Linked DNA regions of Oncorhynchus mykiss: region 2 is linked to region 1. A link is a contact called in public Hi-C data. All regions are on one chromosome and are shown on one strand. The core of a region is the stretch at or near the end of the contact, and the rest is flanking DNA. Distances in the headings are between cores, read along the strand shown. Region 1 holds the start of adam10a (disintegrin and metalloproteinase domain-containing protein 10). Region 2 overlaps adam10a (disintegrin and metalloproteinase domain-containing protein 10).

Region 1 (6,751 bases), core at 2,256-4,755:
TATGAATAATCAAAAGATTTAAATGAATAGAATTAACTAATTCAAAGAACGAAAATATAAATAAAATAATATAGGCCTAAATTCTCAAGAGCACACACATTCGTTATGTCTGCTCAGACTAACAGCCTCACCTGTTGTTCCTGTCAATCAGACACGCAGTGTCAACCAAAGATGCGCGAGGGAGGACCGAGCCAACTCACTCACAGTCACACACTTAGAAGCCGAGGAGAGAGAGTAAGGAAGGACAGCTGTAAAAACAACAGCTGGAAAATGAGTCGGAAGCACAGTAGCATTTGGATGCATTTTAATAATGTAGACAATGTTAGAGCACAGTGTAGAATTTGCCAAAACAAAATCTCATATAAAGTTGGTTCTAGCACAACCTACACCGGCATATGCGAACTGTGCACCCAACTGTGAAGCTAGCTGTAGAGGAGCTTCAAAAAACTAGCGGGCCTGCTAGTGATAGTGGTGGAGCCAACACCTCCACACGTGGAGATGTATCCACTCAGTCAAGTAGGCCTACTCCACGACACACAGCAACGCAGTCTTCTATGAACCAGTTTATGCCAATGTCTGTAGCAAAACAAGGCCACATTTATATTGCATTGGCTAAAATTATTGCCACCGATTTCCAGACATTTTCGATTGTGGAGGACAGAGGTTTTAGAAATGATAGCAATAGTCTAAATCGAATGTATACAATTCCAAGCCGGAAAACCCTTTCAAAATCACTTATTCCACAACTTTACGAGAGCACACAGGCGTCAGTGCGGGAAAGAGTCCAAAAAGCTACTGCTGTTTGCCTTACCACTGACTGCTGGACATCAAGGGTAACCACTTCTTACATGTCGGTTACATGTCACTTAATTGAAGATTTTTCGATGTCTAGCTGTCTTCTGGACTGCTTTGAGTTCAGCGACAGACACACCTCAGAGAACTGTTGAGAGGAACTGTTTAGAGTGGCCAGGGAATGGCAAGTATATGGAAAAGTGGTATGTTGTGTTAGCGACAATGCAGCTAACATAACCAAAGCCATGAAAATGTTTAAATGTACCCATCATCCATGTCTTGCCCACACAATCAACCTGATTGTAAGAGATGCTCTGAAGGTGACGGACAAAGTGTGGACAAAGTGAAAGCATCTGTGGAATACTTCCACTGGAGCACAGTAGGTACTGAAAAACTAAAGTTTACACAAAGCCAGATGGGATTGCCTGAGCTGAGGCCTAAACAAGACTGCACAACAAGGTGGAATTCAACATTTTATATGTTGAAGCGGTTTCTTGAGTCAAAGGATGCCATCATCTCTAACCTGGCCATTGTCAGGGTAGACATGTGCACCTGTTGATGCTCTGACCCAAGATGAATGGGAGGTGGTGGAGGCAGTGTGCAGAGTCCTGGAACCCTTTGGCAGGTCACTGTGGAGATCAGTGGAGAGAGGTACAGTAAGCAGTTATTACTACATCATTATTTAATCCAGTATTATATATGTATATGAGCAGTAGATGAGAATGTAGTATCAGTAGACAAAACATGAACCTGAACTAATAAGTTACTGTTCTCTCTTTTCAGCTATGTGACAGCCTGAAAAATGATACTCCTGTGTAAGGGTCTGCAGCGAATCACAGCCAGCCGCTAGAGAGAAGCAAATGTAACCACAGGACATGTGACAGTGTTGATGGACACCCTACGTTCATCAATGGACAGAAAGTTCCACAGAATGGAATATAATCACGTGCTATCAGAAACCACTGCACTTCACCCCAGGTTTAAGAAGTTAGCTTTCAGTGATGCCAGAGCGATTGATGAGGTTCTTCAAAGAATAACCTCAGCAGCAGGGAGGGACAGCCCCAGCAGTCAGCTGGCTCAGGCATCAGGGCAACAGGAATAAGAGGGATCAGATGGAGCAGAAGCACCAGCAGTAGTACCACAAACGTCTGCTGTTTGGATGTTGTTTGACGAAAGAGCAACTGGGGATGCAGCACGAAGGAATCCCTCAGCAGATGCCATTTTATTAATTTTTATTTCACCTTTATTTAACCAGGTAGGCCAGTTGAGAACAAGTTCTCATTTACAACTGCGACCTGGCCAAGATAAAGCAAAGCAGTGCGACAAAAACAACATCACAGAGTTACACATAAACAAACGTACAGTCAATAACACAATAGAAAAATCTATGTACAGAGTGTGCAAATGTAGAAGAGTAGGGAGGTGTCACGCCCTGGCCATAAAGAGGCTTTTATTCTCTATTTTGGTTAGGCCAGGGTGTGACTAGGGTGGGCATTCCAGTTTCTTTATTTCTATGTTCTCTATTTCTTTGTGTTTGGCCGGGTGTAGTTCTCAATCAGAGGCAGCTGTCTATCGTTGTCTCTGATTGAGAACCATACTTAGGTAGTTATTTTTCCATCTGTCTTTGTGGGAAGTTGACTTGGTTTAGGGCACATAGCCTTTGAGGATCGTGGTTGTAGTGTTATTTGTTTTGTTCTGCGTCATTTTGATTAATAAATGAAAATCTGCATCATTCATGCAAATGACATTTACTGTTGCCTTGTTAATTTATTTTCATTTTTATATGAATAGAATTCTAATGGCTGAAGTAATACCTTCACAAAATGTGTGTGCGTGCACAGGGAAGGAAGAGGTGCGTAGGTCTTCATCACCTTGTATCTGGTAGCAGCAGCAGACTGACAAGTTGAGGTTTCCAGTTCAGTCAGTGTAGTGGCTTTTTTTTAGCCACACAGTGGCAGAAGCTACACAGTGAAAAGATCAACGCTGTATGTCTGATGTACAGTATGTCTATGGGAAATAAGAGACGCATTTTTTTGCAGTCAATAGTTGGTGTTACAAGGAGTGCGTTTTCGCTAACCCTTTCCTAACCATATCCTTAATCTAATTATTCTAACCTGCTACGTTAATTCTCCTAACCTGCTATATAAGTTCTCCTAACCTGTTATAAAACAGTCACCTCTGGTTGTAGATGTATGGAAGTGGCTGTTTTTAGGGAATCTCAACAAAGACGATCAGCGCAGAGGCAAATGCAGAGAACAAGCAAGGGCAGGTGTAGGTAGCCAGGACATGTTATGTAGGCACATTCAACAAAGTCACAGTTTTCAAAAAACAAAGCTACACCTCACAGCACAACGCCTCTCCCCCACGTGACATACTTGTTGCTTGAATGTGCTAACATGTATGTGCAACTGATAGCTGCACACACTCAAAACATGTTAATGTTTTTAAATGTATGCAAAAGTATTTTGTCTGTAATGTCTCTTTCGTTATATGTCGAAAGACTAGCTGTCACCATTGGCGTTGTCTAATGGGATACTAATAAATAAATACAATTAATGTGTAGGCTAACTTGATATTGAAAAGTGGTTTGGCTTGTCGCTGTTGAATTTATTATACTTTAATTGTTTTCAACAAATATAAGCGGCCCTATCAAATAAAAGTAAACAAGTTTTGTTGCGCTAGTGAGGTAGGAGGGACTACTAGTACTTGCCTGCGCTTGACGTCAGGCGGTTGGAGACAAGCGGTGAAAGGCGGTTGTGAAGGTACTGCCATAAACAGAGCGCAGACTGCGCCTTTAAGAAGTGCAAATCGAAACAGTAAAGCATTCGCGGTGTCAATGTACTAACAATGAATTTAATCGATATGGTCTTGATTCAATTCTTGCTGTTTAATGGCATATGGACCATTAAAGGTAAGTTTGGGCATTCTGATTCATACAGAAAGAAAAGTGTTTCATCGCTAGCTAGCTCGCTAATCGGATTGAGGAAATGGTAGCAAGCGAGCTAGGCTAGCAGCGTTAACGTTACCTAGCTGGGAGGGGTCCAGCTCCTGTTTTTTATTTTTTACATTTATGGTTCCGCTAGGACTATATCGAGAGAGCCTACGAAAGGTCCACCAAGTGAAATAAGAATGTAACGGTGATGGATAATTTTCTTAAGACATTCTCAACTATATAGAATGTAATGTTTACTAAAAGTTATATAGTATCAACATACTAGTCCTCATCACTGCAGTTTCAGTCACGCACTATTAGTTCTGAGAGTCTAGTAATGTTAGTGGTTCCCAAACGTGAAATGGGTTACCCTGAGACAGTGATCTTATCAAACAAATTAAGAACTTTTTTTGTCTTCAACTCGGTTTAGAATACAACTGGTTTGTGTCGACTAAGACCTCTTACGCTATTAGAATGTACTTTCATAGTTCTGGACATCCGGCAGGACCTAAAATTGAGTAAATATGAACACACAGCATTCACTAACGTTGGGGGGTATACTTTTTCCAAATGGGGTCCTCTGTATATTCTAGTGTCAATTTAGGGTCTTGTGCAGTAAACGTTTGGGAACCCCTGGTCTAGTAGCAAGTTCATTTGTATAGATGTTTGCTGGCAAAGTGATTACATGCTAATGTACAGAATTTTCTAGCTATTTCGACAGAAATGAAAAGGCTAATCACACATTGTGACACTGTAAATTACAATTGTCATTCTCATGATATGCCCACTCGCTGACTTTCTTTCTTTTTGTATTTTACACAGCCTAGCTAGATCTCTCTGGCTCTGATGCAAACATGACTTGATTTATATGGTAGGCTACATGTAGTTAGTGATCTGTATTTTCATCATTCTAATCTGATTTGAATTCATTCAGCACTCAGACCTCCTGAAAACATGACACATATAGACAGGATGTCCCCTGTGATGTAGTAGCGTGCATTAGAATATACTTTTACTGACCCATGTAGGCTATTTCATAAACATGGCATCAAATGTTTGACTTCATTATTCTTCGCCCTGTTAAGGTCCCACTCCATCTGGGTCTGACTACCGCTGAGTTGACTATACGCCTCATCTGTCTGACATCGAATGCATTTTTCATTTCCCTCACCTGTTTGCCATGGGATAAAAGACATATGCCGGGTCTGTTTTTTTTTTTACCTGCTCTGATGGTCTGTTTTTTTCGTGTGTGTGAACACAAAGTGAGTCATTGATCTGCCTGAAGCTGCTGTGGGCCTTGTGTTCCCCTGAGCATTGAGCTCCCCTGCAACTCCTAACTGGTGTCCTGTTTGTTTGTTCAACGATGGAAACAGAAACATTCCACTGCAGATTTAGTGTTTCAGAGATGGCAAGGGCTGCTTAAATGATCAGGACTTGGATTTTATTTGCTCCTCATAAATTGTTATTGTGTTGTTAAATCCCCATATTGAAATTACTAGTGCATAATTTATCATCCTAATTAATTATTTTGTTTGATTCCACTTGAACTCTCATTAGCTGATAAAGTAGAATGAACCATGTTTCATGGCTCTCCTCGGTGAGCTAATATTCCCACTCATTTGCATTAATCATGGGTGTTTGTTGACTTATGTTATTCATGATGGCCAAGTTTGAACCTTTCATTTTCCTATTTGTCTTTTAGTACAGTAATGACTCCAATCCATACAAGGGAATGGGACATGCACTCAAATTCTAATACTGTAAAAGTACATCCTTCCTCCCTGTCTTCAACTGTCCTTATGGTGATGAGTCTTCTCATGTGGTTTGATTCGTGAATCAACTCAATGTTACGCCATATAGGTTTTACCTACCCTACCGTGTCTGATCACGGTTCATTTGAAGGGTGTAAAGAATAATGCTTTAAACCATGCCTTCAGCATTGAATTGGTTCACCCAATGTTATGTTGGGTCAGATAGTAATTTTGATGTCAGGGATGGCAGAACTAAACAGAGCAGCAGCAGAGCTCTGTGTGAGGCACATGTTCCCTGGTGTGTCCTTAAGAGTTTTTGCTGCCAACTGAGAGTGTGAATGGAGAGGATGCCGCCTAGAGTCTGTGATGGTTCACCATGATGTTTGCTTTCTGTGGAAAAGAGGATATAACCCAGACCCAGCACTGCCTTCTGTGACTGGAAATGAAATGTTTACTGAGGAAACAGTTCTCTAAAAGGACCATGACAATGTTCTTTCATAAACTAAGATGATAAGTCCGCCAATGTCCACTCCAAACGCAATTTTAAAAGCACAGATTTGTGTTCAAAGGGAGAGTTTGGGATTAACTTGGTCACCACTATAGCAATTAATGTCCTCTAGGCTTAGGCTATATGCTCAGAGCCTCCGATCATTGTACACTGAGTGTACAAAACATTAGGAACACCCTCCTAATATTGAGTTGCATGGACTCTATAAGGTGTTGAAAGCATTCCACAGGGATGCTTCCCACAGTTATCAAGTTGACTGGAAGGCCTTTGGGTGGTGGACCATTCTTGATACACACGGGAAACGGTTGAGGATGAAAAACCCTTGACACATTCAAACCGGTGTGCCTGCACCTACTGCCATAACCCGCTCAAATGCACTTAAATCCCTCTGAATGGTACACAATCCTCCTCCTCTTCATCTACACTGATTTTAAGAGGATTTAACAAGTGACATCAATAAGGGATCATAGCGTTCACCAAGATTCACCTGGTCATTCTATGTCATGTAAAGAGCAGGTGTTCCTAATGTTTTGTACACTGTGTATAATCTTATACATTTTACTGGAAAGGCAAATTATGTTATCTATAATTCAATGCCAGATGCCACACGCAAATTAATAATGAATGTGAGATGTTGTCCTAAAACCATAGGCTTGATTCATTACTTACTTACTTTATTGTCCCCATGGGGAAATTTTGTTGCAGTGTCATGTACACATTTAAATCATGGGTGGATATTAATGATTTGTTAGGGTTTGTGGTAACAGA
Region 2 (6,220 bases), core at 376-2,875, 88 kb after region 1:
TGAGGGGAGCAGGGATGAGTCTTTATGATCCAGACAGACCGGGATATGTTTCGTTCCACCCTGACTCTGTCCAAGACGGTATTCCCCCCAGGAACAGCTCACGGTCTACCATCTGCTCAATGTCTAGAGCTGTGTGTGTGTGTGTCCGCATGATGTTCTGTTTGTCAGCTTGCATTGGTCTGTATGTTTTGAGTGTTTCTCTCACACGTTGAGCATTGACTTTCTTCCTAACCCCAACTGACTAGAGTGGAGTTGACCACCCTTCCTGACCTTGTCTTTCTCGTCCAGGTGAGAAGGGCACTTTGACCCACGGCTCGGTGGTGGACGGCAGGTTTGAAGGCTTCATCCAGACCCACCAGGGCATGTACTACGTGGAGCCCTCGGAGAGGTACCTCAGAGACAAGGACGTGCCCTACCACTCAGTCATCTACCACGAGGGGGACATCAGTGAGTATACTTGATTCACTGCTCTCCTCTACCAGTCACCCTGCAGTCCTGCTGAAGTAATGGTGCCAACATCACAGCACTAAAATGAGTTCTACCTATTACATTAATGACAGCCATATTTTATAGACTTAAAGGACATGTTCTTTAATGCTTTTGCTATATTGATTCAGACAATATTGGCCATATACAGTATGACTCTGGGTGTGCGTATAAGTGTTGATCATTTTTTAGGGATCTAGCTTTAGAAATTAGGGGTTCATTATCCTATTCAGCAGTTGGAATACAATTTTGTTCCAAATAACACACATTTTGTGCAGGCAAATATGGTTATTATTGGATACACAGTGGATGGCTTGTTAACACCACAGTATTGTCAGTGTTATTCGCTTTGAAAAGCCATTTTTTCTGCCATGAGCATGAAATGGATTGAATTGGCTGTAGCAGCTCTAAATAGCTTTACCATGGCTGTGCTCTTTTTAATTACAGTTGTGTTCAGCCACTGACAGCAATGACTAATCCATGCTGGCTCGTCTGTCCCAGCTTTTCTCTTTCCACCTCTGCTACATACACATCCCACCCTATCATAGAGAACAGTAGGCGTCACTGTGACAGGACAGGGACTTTAGGTAGTGACACTGAAAGGCGATTCTCTGCTGTAGGTATTTCTTGAGAGCAGCGATATGGACGATGATGGATGGATGGATGTGTGCCTAAATGGGCTGAAGGATGGGGGGTGGGACAGGACAGGTTTCTCTAGGATTGGAGGTAAGGTCTTCAAGGCTGTGGAGTGCATACTGAGCAGAGTGGAGGTCTACGGTTCAATTACAATGCAGAGCTGTCAGAGGAGAGGTCTATCCAAGGGGAGTTTACATTGGGCATTTAGCCAGGAATAAGGTCAAGTTAAGGTCATGTCAGATGAACTGTGGAATGAGTCTGAGCCAGAGGAAGGAGAGCTGAGGAAGGTTGCACTGGGACACTGCGGCAAGACACACACACACACACACACACACACACACACACACACAGGGGTTTGGGTTAGGCTGAGCCCTGATGATTGATGTGGAGTCAGGATGAGACACCAATTCCAGTGCCAGGGAGTGAGTGATCTTCCTTAGCAACCAGCCCACCAATTCCAGGTTGATCTGAGGTGTGGGTGTGGGCTAAGTTCCAGTGACCCCACTCCCATCCCAGTACAGGCCAGAGAGCAGCCCCCTCAGGCAGGCAGGGAGGAATCAGCGTGGAGGCCCACCCTGTGTTACTTGGCCCTCTTTTCCTCAGATGGGTCTGATTCACAGCCAGCCTGCCTGTTGACACACAGGCACACCCAGCCCAGCATGAGCCTGCAATCAGAGAACCTTTCTCTCACGCTTTGTCTCCACAATGTAGGCCTACTCTCTCTTTCTCCTTTCCCTTTTCATTTTCTATGTATGTATGAGGTGTCAAGAAAGCTCTCACACTATTCCTCCTCCCATCCCTCTCTTTCTGTCTGTTTATCTGAGGGTGTGAACAGAACCTTTTTGTTCCTCTTCCCTTTCTCTGTCTCAGTGTCATCCAATAACAGGCTGTCACCTGAACCCCTCAATAGTACTGCAGGGCTTGGTGACTGCCACAGTACCGGATTTGAGGTAGTTATGCCCTACCTATTATTTGTGCTCGTCACATTTTTCTTCTTCTTTCCTTAGCAGATCATATTGCCTGAGACATTACATGAAGGGCCCCATTTCATATTTTTTTCCTTCACTACTCTATGAAGTGAATGCCGATACCCCAAACAGCGATTTTCTGTCAAGTCATGCTGCCGTGTGAAGTCCGGTCATAGCACTGATGGCAGCTCTCTTATAAAGACACTCTTACCTCATTTGTGCCACCAGGCCCCATTATGGGTTAACATGCTCCACACTGCCTCCTTGTGGTGCATCATATTTATATTTGCATAGCGTGTCATGTTATCAGCAGTACATTAACACATAGTTGAGTCATTTATTAATCTGACTTTGGCTACATTCCTATGACACAATGACGTATCAAATCCATATTGATACAAGGGGACTGGATAAAGACAATCTTCCATTAAACTTGTTTGAGAACTTCATTCCATTTACGTTTTTGTCATTTAGCAGATGCTCTTACCCAGAGCGACTTACAGAAGTAATTAGGGTTAAGTGGCTTGCTGATGGGCACATTGTCAGATTTTTCATCCTTGTTGGGTCGGGGATTTGAACCAGCGACCTTTCGGTAACTGGCCCAAAGCTCTAACCACTAGGCTACCTGCCGCTGCATCCCATTCAGTGTAACATTCAGGTTTCAGCAGTTGTTTTAGTCAAACTGCTGTTCCTGAGAATGTGTCTTTATCAACCCATTAATGAGTCTCTCCTCACAGATATCCTGTCTGCACTTGGATGTTTTCAGACATCAAAGACACACTTCAAATACTCTTCAAACAGGTTCATTTTGTGGCGGAGGCTTTTTTCCTTGAAGAAACTGTGGCACCTAATTTTAGAATTCTCTTTCCTGTTGAAGCCGGGGTTGGTGAGCGAGAGGAAGGACAAATGGTGGAGGGATGGAATGAAGAATGAAAAGGCGTGACTGACTCTGTGACTCCCATTTCCACCGGCTTTCACAACTTTGCCTTTCTTCGCTTCTTGTTCGCAAAGGCCTTTTGATTAGCATCTGAATGAGAGGGCATTCACTGCAGGGACAATGACAGCTTTCTGTCTGGAAATAGAGAACACATTGTCAGGGCAGAACTTTTCTGGTCCAGTACAGTACAGAGCCATTCTCCTCAATTGACAACGGGGGACAGGTTGACCCTGAGCCCACTCTCTCCCCCTCCAACCGGTTGACCTGACTGCCCACTAGTGGCGCTTTGTGTTGACTCATCATATGATATGCAAAGCAGAATGCAAATGAACTGCGGTCAGTCAATCGTGCTGTAAGTGGGGCCAGGCTTTAAGGAACACCATTCTGATCCTGCAGCACTTATCTTGACTTTGAATAAAAAAGCGAAATATAAATAAAATAATGTGCCAAAATAATTCCTTTACCACTTTTCTGCCATCGAAGAGTGTGAATTAAAATGTCTGTTTGTACAAATTTGTCTGAGGAGAGCAGGTTATGAAGGTTGAGGGAGTGTGAAACGCTGGCTGAGTGTATTGTTTACTTGTATGTCGCAGAGCTGTGTGTGTGTGTGTGTGTGTGTGTGTGTGTGTGTGTGTGTGTGTGAGTGCTTTTGTTGGGTCTGAGTTTGTGTTCTTTGGGACTGAGTGCGTTTCGAGGTGTATTTGTCGGCACTGTGTTCTCATTACAGCAATGTGTGTTCTTTAGGACTGTGTTTCTGGGATCTGAGTGTGTATGTTCCTTGAATTTCCTTGGGGAGAGTGTGTGTGTTCCTGTGTGCCGGTGTGTGATAAAAGGAGGTGAAAGCGTTGCTGTCGCTGGCAGACAGAGTGACATGCCCGTTGGCTTGTGGCGGTGGCATTTCTGCTCCCGTCATGCAGGCTGGTGACCGACAGGTTAATTTGGGAGGCTTATAACAGCAGCTCTGCTGCGCCATGTCCTCCCAGCACTGCCAGACTCAGCCTGAGGGCTTTGAGGACTAACCACTCACGAGGACTAAGTCTCACTCACAATACGTCTAAATGATGCCTATAAGGACTTTGAAGAATAGGACTGTGTACTGAGTGTTATGTCTTTATGTCTTTATGTCTTTATATGTATATATATATTTTAAATCTTATCTTCTTGTAATAAAATTTGTATTTTTTTTCGCCCCTTTTTTCTCCACAATTTCATGATATTCAATATCATGAAGGGCGAAGGTCGAGTCATACGTCATCCAAACATGACCCGCCATGCCGCACTGCTTCTTAACTCCCGCTCGCTTAACCTGGAAGCCAGCCACACAAATGTGTCGGAGGAAACAACGTTCAACTGAAGTCAGCTTGCAGGCGCACAGCCCACCACAAGGAGTTGCTAGAGCGCGATGAGCAAAACCCTCCCCTAACACAGATTACACTGGGCCAATTGTGTGCCTTCCTATGGGACTCCCGGTCATGGCTGGCTGTGATACAGCCTGGGATCGAACCCCAGGCTGTAGAGATGCCTCAATACTGCGTTGCAGTGGCGTAGACTGCTACACCACTCGGGAAGCCATTTGGAGTCCATTTCTATACCAGTATGTTGTGGTGGCTCTGGTTGTGATGGATGTAAGAGTGCTGATTGGTGTAGACTAAATGAGATGCATACATGTACTGTAATTACATTATCCTAGTTGTAGGATTGATTGCTTGTGTTTACTGGTGTGTGTTTTTGTTGTGATTAGAGGGGCTTTCGCTGTTGACTAGAGCAGTGGCATCGACTGTGAGTTGTGTACATTAGGGAAAAGATGCAGTGGAGAGAGGAGACCTCTATTGAAGCGTACAGTCAGCGTTATTGACTCCATCTCACTGCATGTTACTATCTGGGGATAACTTGGGGAGAGAATAATGTCTCTGCTAGGAACTGATCACAGAGCAGTCTGACCTGACCTTGTTTTATTATCAGCACATTGTACAGTAACAGCCTGATTGATTGATGGCATATGCATTCAGTTATTCTGTGTATTCAGGGTTGTTGTATTGCGGTGTATAGGTTAAAACATTCAAAGTGCTGAGTGTGGGATTGTGCTGGCCTGTGTTTTGAAGTCCTGTCTCAGGTATCTGAAGCAGAGTAGGGAGGGCATGTTGCCCAGGGGAGGGAGAGGTGGCTCTGTTATCCCAGAGTCCTCATTAGTGACAGACACACACACACACACACACACACACACACACACACCGCATCTTCCTCCTCACCCTGCTTGCTCTGTTATGCTGCCCGCTTAGACAGCAACAGAGCTGTCAGGCCTGGTTGACACTGCACCATTCCCCAGGCCCAGAGAGCCCCGGCTGAGGCCCCTGAGTTCACCTCACTCTGCCCAAACCCAAAACAGCATATCCATATGTTACTCTGCCTACCTCCGTCTCTCGCATAATAAGGGTCAGAAGTTTTCCATGGTCACGTAGCCTAACCAGGACAAAGTAACTGCCTACCTCCGTCTCCCACATAATAAGGGTCAGAAGTTTTCCATGGTCACGTAGCCTAACCAGGACAAAGTAACTGCCTACCTCCCAGTGTGTCCTCCATACCTGTTCCCAACCCTGCGTCTTCGTCCTGGAACAAATGGCTTTGTTCTGTAGGGACTGACTTCATCAGACAGAGATGGCAGAATTAGTTTGCTGTGAATAGATAAAGCCAACTAGGGAAGAAGTAGAAAGCCCTGTGTTATTCTGTTGACTAAACACACAGCCGTAATTGGAGCTCATTAGCATTCACGCCTGCTGTGAAGGTAAAGAGTGTAGATTACAAAAACCCATTATAAGAGTTTTCAGATTTCCACAGGCAATTAGGACTCTTTGCTAAGAGTTCTGTGTCACTATGGTTTACTCATTTTCATTAGTGTTTCACTGTGCAGTTCTGTGTTCTGCATAGTGATCGCTGAGCTCATTCTACAGGGTAGCTCTGTACTATGGTGAGACTGCTTGTTTATTGGCTCATTTAGGAACAGGATGGTGATGACAGGGAGGGTGCTCTCCAACTTGCTTGCTGGCTGCTCTTCAATGGGTGACATCCGAGCAGAGTCAATAGATTTGAATTGGATGCGTTAATCAAAATTATGTTCCGTTTTATGAGAAAACTGCTTTAGGCAGATGCCTGTGAACAAACTGTGTTCTTGAAGATCACCATGTTAGCTGGGTTG

The links. Hi-C and Micro-C count contacts between places; a contact is called where the count stands out from the background.
Region 2: a contact with region 1 is called in a Hi-C map of liver, with 9 times the contacts expected there. A contact is called at or near these places in 3 of 3 Hi-C or Micro-C datasets (blood and liver).

What each region holds. Positions count from the first base shown.
Region 1 is chr6:68,003,523-68,010,273 of USDA_OmykA_1.1, forward strand. It overlaps adam10a (disintegrin and metalloproteinase domain-containing protein 10), which reads left to right and starts at 3,506. Exons shown (of 16, transcript XM_021607380.2): 1 at 3,506-3,703. The coding sequence starts at 3,640.
Region 2 is chr6:68,092,961-68,099,180 of USDA_OmykA_1.1, forward strand. It overlaps adam10a (disintegrin and metalloproteinase domain-containing protein 10), which reads left to right. Exons shown (of 16, transcript XM_021607380.2): 4 at 289-447. Among protein-coding and RNA genes, the nearest start is that of trnar-acg, 24 kb to the right of the region's middle.